Regions from separate parts of the Sus scrofa genome. Here regions 1 and 2 are each linked to region 3. A link is a contact called in public HiChIP or PLAC-seq data. All regions are on one chromosome and are shown on one strand. Each heading gives the region's core, a stretch centred on a gene start, on an enhancer-like site or on the middle of the called end of the contact. The rest is flanking DNA. Distances are from core to core; before and after follow the strand shown.

Region 1 (2,740 bases), core at 224-2,723, 120 kb after region 3:
CTCCCCCCTACTTTTAACAAATTGACCAGGGGGTGACTGTTACCAAGAAAGTCTGGGAATCATTAGACTATACAGTTTTCTAAGGGGCCCTGCAGTCTTTAGTCTTTTGGTTTTACTCCCAAAACCAAAGACCAAAAACCATAGGAGTGAGATGGAATGAACTGACCAAACTACAAGTGGATCAGCGTTTATTAAGTAAAGAGTGGAGATGGTGCATTACAACTGAACCGAACCTGAGATTCCTGGGAAAAAATCTCATCTGTCAGTCACACAATTGGCCACTTCTGCCCCAACCCATACAGAGGCCTGTCAGGGGAGATGAGGAAACAATTCCGGTGGCAGGACTGGTGGCTGCTCCTGGGGCTGGGTCTGATCTCCGCAGAGTTTTCAAGGCCAGGCCATTGCCCTCAGGGTCGAGATCTCACGGTGGATGCAGCCAGACCCACCAAGATGGCTACTATCGTGAAACCCTGGGCGGCGATTCGGGTGCGCATCATGAGCTGGGAGCGCTGGCTCTGACCCCGGTGGAAGCAGTAGAGACCATAGGTAAGGGCAGACGCTGTGCCCAGGCAGCCTGAAGAGGGGACAAAGCAGGGGGGAAGTGGCAGGTCCGGCCTTGGAGGGCTCGTCCAGTTTTAGGCCTCCCTCCCCCAAAGTCAAAATCTTTTTTTTTCTTTGGTGGCCGCACCCGCGGCATAGGTAAGTTCCCGGGCCAGAGTCTGAATCCCAGCCTCGGCTGCGACCTACGCTGCAGCTGTGGCAACGCCGGATCGAACCCAGGCCGCCGCAGAAACGACGCCAGATCCTTAATCCACCGGGCCTCACCGGGAACTCCTTTTTTAGACTTTTTTTTTAAGGTCTTTAAATAGCAGCTGAGGGGAGGAGGTAATGGGATGGGGCGGAAGTGTGAGGGGTTGGCTATAGTTTGTGGAGGGGGTGTCCATAGAGTCGGCCCCATCCCAGCCTACTAATCCCGTCCAGCTCAAGCTCCAATCACATTCACCCCTCAGTGCCTGGCCCCTTCGTTACATCTCTTGTCCACTCTCATTTCGGTCATTTTGGCGTTCCCTGTGCTCCCCTATTTTATTCCCCCGATATCACTGTCCTCTTGGTCTACAGTTCCTACAGCGCCCACTTACCTATGGGTACCATTGGATTCTCGCGGGTCTTGCGAATAAACTTCTCCTTGAAGCTTTCCGAAGTGCTGTACACAGTGGGGCTAAAGCCCTCAATGACTGGGGGGTGCGACGGTTCAAAGGGTGCCTCCGGGGTCGCAGGGCCAGGAGTTGCCATGTTCTGGGCAACCGCTAAGGAGAGAATCCGGACGCTAAGCCCCGCCTCCTGATGAGGTCATAAAGGGGGCGGGGAAAAGGGCTTGCTGAGCGTTTTACGCAGGTGCCGTCGCTCATGGAATTCTGGGAGTTGTAGTAATCGGCATGCATCGCTATGAGGAGGACTACATTTCCCAAAAAGCCTGCAGTACTACGCGTACACTCGCCGGAAGGAGTGTGATACACGAGGTACTTGGATTGAGAAGCACACAGTCTGAGTTACCCATTCTGTGGTCAGCGCGATGCCCAAGGCCAAGGGGAAGACCCGGAGGCAGAAGTTCGGTTACAATGTTAACCGGAAGCGTCTGAACCGAAATGCTCGACGGAAGGCAGCGCCGCGGATCCAGTGGTGAGGGGACTAGGGTTCAGGAGGCAAAAGGCTTCGGCGGGGAAGCCGGCGAGATGACACTTCCGCTGTCGCCCTCTCTTTTCCCGTAGCTCCCACATCCGACATGCCTGGGACCAGACCAAATCGGTGCGGCAGAACCTGGCCGAGATGGGTTTGGCTATGGACCCCAACAGGGCGGTGCCCCTTATTAAGAGAAAGGTACTGACATGGAAGGGTCTCGGCCCTTGCCCCCCGCACCCCGCCATACTTAGCTGGGTTTCGGAGCCTGATCCTATCCGTTACCTCTCTCTAGCCAATTCAGCCAGCCTGTACTGACTGTAGTTGAGGGTCCCTTTACGACCTCCCTTATACTCCCTCCCCAGCAGAGATTGGACCTGGATTGGAGCTTCCTCTTTTCTTCTGCACTCACTTCTTTCTTCTGAAATTAACCTGCTTGGATCCCTAGGCATCTCAACGGTATTTTCCAGAATTTATCTTTTTCTGCCCTTAACTTTCCTAATAGAGAGTTTGGGATCTTTACTTACTGTTCTTTACACTTTTCCCCAGTTGTCCAGTCATTCTTGGTCTGAGGCTTCCCTAGGGTTAGTTTCTTCTGAGTAAGTCGTTTTCTGGACCACTCTCAAAAATAGTATCCCTTTTCACTCAGTAACTTCTTCCCTGCTTTATTTTAATTCATTGGCATTTGTGAAGACCTGATGGTATATTATATTATGTGTTTATCTGTTTATCATCAGTGTTCCCCCAACATAATCTCCTTGAGGACAAGGACTTTGTAGTGCATTCCTTACTAAATCCCCAGTGGTGACTAGGATGTGAGTAGTGCTCAATAAATAGTTAACCCAGTGAATGGGCTTGCTGATTGAATTTATCCCATTGCCTTCAGGTAGGTTTCTTTTTTTTGCTTTCATGCCAGAGGAAAACAGCACCAGTGTTTCTTGAACAAATAAGAAGCTATAGCCAAGCACTCTCAGCTTTTTCCTCCCCATAGAGAAGATATCTGATATCCCTCCTTCATCATAAAGTATAAAGTGCTTTCATGTGCATTGTTTCATTTGATAAT
Region 2 (2,719 bases), core at 89-2,588, 82 kb after region 3:
GACTTGGTTTTAAATCTGAGGCCACCACTTAATAGCTGTGTAACCTAAGCATGTGACTTCTTAAGCCTCATATCCTCACTTGTAAAACAGGGATTCTAACAGTGTGAATCTCACAGAACTGTAGGACTAAGTGCTATAATGTATGCTAAGTTTTAGCAAAGTACTTAAAATAAATGGGATTCTAACCACCTATTGTTATTGCCTGGGAAGGAAGGGTCTTGGTAAATACTGTGGAATGAATAAATATATTTAGCACATTTTGTGTTAGGAAATAAGTGTACCACTAACTTTAATTCTACCCCAAGCTAAATAATGATTAACATTAGCAATACTGTTTGAGAGCAGGTTACAGTGTACAAAGCCCTTCAGACATCCATAAACTCACTGCATCTCCACAACTTCCTTAGGGGGTAAACATTTTTAAGATATATATTTTAGAAATAAGGAAACTAGTATCCATCGGGGTGATAAAGAGCCAAGGTTACCTAGGTCTCCTCCAACGAGATTCTCCAGCTCAGAGATGAGGTGCTCAGTGCCAAAAGTTCTTAACCCAAAGATCCACTAAAGGGAGGCAGATTCCTTTTACCACCCTCCTCAAGCAGAGTCAAGCACTGAGTCCCGGAATAAGCCAGGGGTAACAAACCCTTCGGAGGCCACTGATGACATTTATAATGCTGCATTATTTCCTTAGGAGGTGTCCTCCCACACCTTTAGGGCGGGGGGCAGGCCTGCCCCCACCCCTAAGGAGATCTCCCAACACAGGACCTGGCACCCAAGAGGCCCTGAGTACATGTTTGTGGAAATGGCATGTGAGGCTGGTAGGAGGCTTTCCAGAGACCCGAAGCGAGGCCAACTCCGCAGTGGGGATTAAGCATCTCAGTACCGTCAGAGTCGTTGGGCCAACAGGGTCCGACCGGTAACCGGGATGAAAAGGCTGGCTAAGGACGGATTCAGCTAAGGGGAACCTGGGAAGCTGACCCTCTGAGAAGAGAATGAGGAAAGCGGGCGTGGCTGCAACCATTCCCGAAAGGCCGGGGACCGACAAGAGGCTCGGGGGCCGGGGGCAGCAGGGCAGTTGGCGTCTGGGGGGGAGGGGGCCGCCTGCTGGTCTGAGAAGAATCTCGGGCCCAATCTGAACAGGGTTCTGGGCTCCTCTAGGGACCCACTCTCTAGCACGCGGCGACATTCGCTGTACCGAGTACTCGCTGCTACCTGAAACTGCAGCAGCTTCTCGGTCTGCTCCTGGGTTAGATCCCGCTCCTCAGGCGCCGCCATTTTGCCGCCGCCTCTACGCTTCTGACCCGTCCGCACCGTCACCCGCCGGAAGTGACCTCAGCAGCAACCACATCCGGTCTGAACGGCCTCCAGCACGCAACTGCGTCTGCGCGTGCCGGCACACACCCCCGCCCCGCCACGGGGTGGGGGGTGCGGAGAATGCTGGCAATTCCTGCCGCCAGAGGGCGCCATTCTCGGGATGATCTCGAACGGTTCCGGAAATTGTCGAGAGACTGTACAAATCGCTCTTAGGAACAGACCTAACAGAGACTTGGACTCTGGAATAGCTTGCAGAGAGCCGAGAGGTCCCGAAAGCCACTCGGCAGCTTTCGGTTGCCCCCACGCCCCGCAATGTTTCTTAGGAAATTGTGGCAGTTCGCAAATATCGGCTGTTTGATACTTGATTCCTGCCGTCATGTTTCCAGAAGCCCCTGACAAACTATAGGGAGGTTCCAAAAGTCCCCGAATACAATGGTGGGGGTGGAAGGCATTTCCCACGCAGCCTTCGAACCGGAGGCTGTGGGAGGTGTGAAAATTGTTTTGGGCTCAGCCACACGGGTCTTTGATGGTTAGTGGCGCTGCCAGCCTTAGAGCTTTGAGTCCACACCTCCTGCCCTCTGCATCTGCGTACCTCAGGCCTTCTCGGGTCCCTTTGCCCACTGGCCCATCTTCCCTGTGACCGACAGAAGGGAAAGTCCAAGAGCTGGAGTTCCCATCGTGGCTCAGCGGAAATGAATCCGACTAGGAACCATGAGGTTGCAGGTTCGATCCCTGGCCTCGCTCAGTGGGTGAAGTCCTGCGTTGCCGTGAGCTGCGTTTTGGGATCTGGCGTTGCTGTGGCTGTGGTGTAGGAAGCTGTAACTCCGATTGGACCCCTAGCCTGAGAACCTCCTTATGATATGCTGCTGGTGCTACCCTGAAAAGCAAAAAAAAAAAAAAAGTCCCAGAATGGGATCAGGAGACTAGGTTCTGGTGTCCACTTGGCAGAGTGTTGGACGTCCCTGGGCAAACCACCTCCTTTCCAGTCTCCGTTTTGCTGTTGGTGGAATGAGGTTCAGCAACAGCCCCAGATATGCTGCCTCAGCTCCTTCATTTTAGAAGCAGTGGCTCACCCTTTTCACTGCCCTATCCCCACCCCTCGATGTCTGCTGCCTTCTGCAATTTCCTTGCCACTTCTAACCTGCCAGCCCTCTTTAGAGCTCCCATTTTCATTGCCATTTCTTTTCTCCTACCATTTGCCTTCTCTGTTCACCATCCAAAAGGCCTTGGGGGGCAGAGGGGTCACGGTCTGGTGACCACTTTTCCACTGACTACCTGTCTAACTCCTAGCCAGGCACTCAGCCTCTTGGGCTGGGTTGTGCTCTGCATCTGTGGAATCTGACCCCACCAACTTCATAGTGTTGAATCAGGTAAGACAGAACCAGAAGTGCTTTGATGTTCCATG
Region 3 (2,940 bases), core at 5-2,504:
TTGACACGAAGTTCTAAGCACAGAAAACAAATCTACAGTGATAGGAACCAGATCAACAGTTAACATCCGGAGGAAGCTGATTTGGAGGGGCCAAGAAGGAACTTTCTGGAGTGACTGAAAATATTCTAGATCTTGACTGGATTTTTGTTAATACAGAGGTATACATTTATGAAGACTGCACTAAGCTATACGCATGAGACTTTTGCATTTTACTGTACAGTTACAAAGTACATCCTGAATTAGGCTTTAATGTAGTTCCTATTTTAAAAAGAAAGAGAAAACAAAACAAAACAAAACCATTTATTTAAAGGATGAGCCAGAGTGAGGCAGAAAGCAGGCTCTGGATATCGGACCTGAGAAGAAATCCTGGGCCCTGTCACTTCCTAGCAAAATCCTTTCAGCTCGCTATGCTTCAGGGTTCAAATCTACAAAAGAGGGACAATAAAAATATTTCTTCACTGGGTTGCTGGACATTAAGGTAACAACTAAGTTAATTTATGTTAAGCACTTAGAACATTGCTTAGCACATGGGAAGAGCTCAACAAATATAAACTTTAAAAAATAAGTCGGCTTCGAGGCAGCGGGCTTAAAACAGCCCTCCTCAGAAGTGCCAAGTTCTAGGTTGAGAAAAAGGGTCCTCCTGGCGCCAGCCTCTGAGAGTCAAGACATGCAGAGACTACAATTCCCGGCAAGACCCTGCGGGAGTGGGGCGCGCTGGGAGTCGTAGTCCTCTCGGGCTAATTATACCCACGGATGCAGGCTGCTGGGATCCCCTCTGGGACTGCGGATGCCTGGCCTGAACAAGTATCGGCTGTGGTCCAGGCTCTAGCGATGGATATAGGCGTTCTTTTGTCACTAGAGTCTCCCTACCTCTGGAAGGCGGTATTATCGCTTCCATTTCACAGACCGAGGAAACTGAAGCTCAGAGAATGATTCATAGTGAGAAACCAAGCTTTGCGGGCCCCAGTCTTTGCTCTTTGTATATCGATACCTGACTAACCCACAAAATTCCGAGGCTTGGGGGAGCAGAAAAAACTGTCCGCGAAGCGAAGGTTCTTTAAACGGCCACGGAGTCATTATTATCTTTCCTATTTAGTCACACATCCAAGGTCACACGGGTAATAAGGTGGAAGCTGGTCTGTCAGGCCCTGGACGCTTCGTCCTTGCGCGCCCTTTGCGGCTGGACACCGAATGGGCGTGGCCGAATCACGCCCCGCCTCCTCCCACCCTCCGCTCCCGCGCGTTTGGTGTAGTCCAGGTACTTCCACACGCGCGCGCGGGAGCGAGGGTAAAGGTACGCAGCTGGTGTGGGCTCCGCGCGCGCGCGGGCGCGCGCGCCCAGGTGAAGAAGTCCGTGGACGGTTCCACTGTGTGGGGCCTGTGAGGCCTGAGGGGCTGCCGCGGCCGGCGGCGTTCGAGCCGTAGCGGGACCGGGACCCCCGGCTGCAGCGGGAGCGACGCGCCGGCCGCTCGGTGGGGGTGGAGCCCCGTCGCGGCCCCAGGTAACCCCCGGCCTGAACCCTACGCCGTGCTCCCCAGGCGCGGGGCCAGCGAGGACGGAGCGATAGGGGGCGGCCGCGGGCTGGCAGGGTAGCGCAGGGACTTCCAGTGAGGCCGCTGCCTGCCTCCGCAGGGCCACAGCTCGTTGTCTCCGAACCTGGCGCCAGAGCCCCTTCGCCCGCCAGGTCCAAGTGCCCCAGTATGCGGAGCGCCTGGGAACAGCAACTCCCAGCGTGCCCTGCGTCCCGCGCATGCCCCTCTCACATCCGCTGGCGGGTTTCGGCTTCGGCTGGGGCCCTGGCGTCCAGGCAGAGCAGCAGCTCTTTGGTCTCGTCACGTCTGTCCCAAACACTTTTCCAGTGCTCCATGTCCCAGCCCCTGAAATCCAGAGCGACCCGAACCCTGCCCCGGAGTGGCTCTGCCTCTGAGGAACAGACCACAGCATGCCAGCTGCGTCGTTACTACTTTGAGGGTGTAGAAAGGTGGGCGTTCCAGAGGGTCTGTGTCTTGCCAAGGTCACACAGCTGAGGGCCTTTGAGCCCGAGTGGAGATGTTGCCGGGGGCCTAGAAGGCGATGTGGGCGTAGGAAGCTGGCCTTGGAGTAGGCAAGACACTTAAGATGGAGGGAAAACGGAGAATTCGATTGGACTCATCTCTCTGGATTTGCCAGGCTCCCCCACTCTCGCAGCCCCCGATTTTCATCTTTGGATGATGTGACAGTACCTGCTCCTTCCTCTGCAGACCCTCTGAGATCCAGTGGTGAGACCTACACAGGGGAGGGAGTCAGATATGGGAGCCCCTCCCAATGCCATACCCTCAAACCTCAAGCATTCAAGTTCAGACCCTGACCCAGAAAGTTAGGCAGGTACCACAGAAGGTTCACACACAGTCAGAGCCACTAATGACTCACTGAGGTAGGTACAGTCACTCCCATTTTACACCTGGGCAGACTCACAGAGGCGATGACTTCCTCAAGGTCACCAAGATGTTGAAAGGCAGAGCCAGGGTCCAAGCTCAAGTGGGCTGGCTTCAGAGGCTCTGTTTTTAACCATCGTTGTATGCCTGCCGCCTCAGTAGCCTATAGGAGATGAACAGCATTGCTCCACACACTAAGTGCTCAGTAAATATCTATCAGTAGTGTCCTCATCATCCTGATTTTATAGATGACAGACTGAGAATGTATAACTGGAGTGAGGCCACATGGCTGACCAAGTCTCAGAGCTGGTGCCAGAGGGCTGCAGACCTGAGCCCAGACCTGGGAACACCTTCACACACACACCCCATCCTCCCACCCTATGCACAGACAACTTCTACTTTTTAGGGGAGCCAGAGCTTGGGGCTCAGGGATGTTCAGGGTGCCTCCCTGCCCTGAGCAGAGAGGACTTGGCAGGGAGCCTATCAGTCCCCATCCTAGAGTATGAGACTCTGGACTCAGGTCTG

What was found. HiChIP or PLAC-seq counts read pairs in DNA pulled down with a chosen protein or histone mark.
Region 1: an H3K27ac HiChIP or PLAC-seq map of alveolar macrophages shows a contact between it and region 3. The contact joins the promoter of NOP16 here to the promoter of RNF44 in region 3. A contact is called at or near these places in 1 of 5 promoter capture datasets (liver), 3 of 47 Hi-C or Micro-C datasets (blood, liver and skeletal muscle) and 2 of 2 datasets of contacts at active chromatin or transcription factors (alveolar macrophages and skeletal muscle).
Region 2: an H3K27ac HiChIP or PLAC-seq map of alveolar macrophages shows a contact between it and region 3. The contact joins the promoter of FAF2 here to the promoter of RNF44 in region 3. A contact is called at or near these places in 4 of 5 promoter capture datasets (fetal liver, fetal skeletal muscle and liver), 14 of 47 Hi-C or Micro-C datasets (alveolar macrophages, blood, fetal heart ventricle and 7 more) and 2 of 2 datasets of contacts at active chromatin or transcription factors (alveolar macrophages and skeletal muscle).

What each region holds. Positions count from the first base shown.
Region 1 is chr2:81,486,718-81,489,457 of Sscrofa11.1, forward strand. It overlaps NOP16 (nucleolar protein 16), which reads left to right and starts at 1,474. Exons shown (of 5, transcript XM_013994885.2): 1 at 1,474-1,680; 2 at 1,770-1,878. The coding sequence starts at 1,574. It overlaps HIGD2A (HIG1 hypoxia inducible domain family member 2A), which reads right to left and starts at 1,322. Exons shown (of 2, transcript NM_001097469.1): 1 at 1,140-1,322; 2 at 173-574. The coding sequence starts at 1,293. The coding sequence ends at 408.
Region 2 is chr2:81,452,934-81,455,652 of Sscrofa11.1, forward strand. FAF2 (FAS-associated factor 2) reads right to left here and starts at 1,339. Exons shown (of 11, transcript XM_003123660.4): 1 at 1,213-1,339. The coding sequence starts at 1,275.
Region 3 is chr2:81,371,173-81,374,112 of Sscrofa11.1, forward strand. RNF44 (RING finger protein 44) reads left to right here and starts at 1,255. Exons shown (of 11, transcript XM_013994879.2): 1 at 1,255-1,294.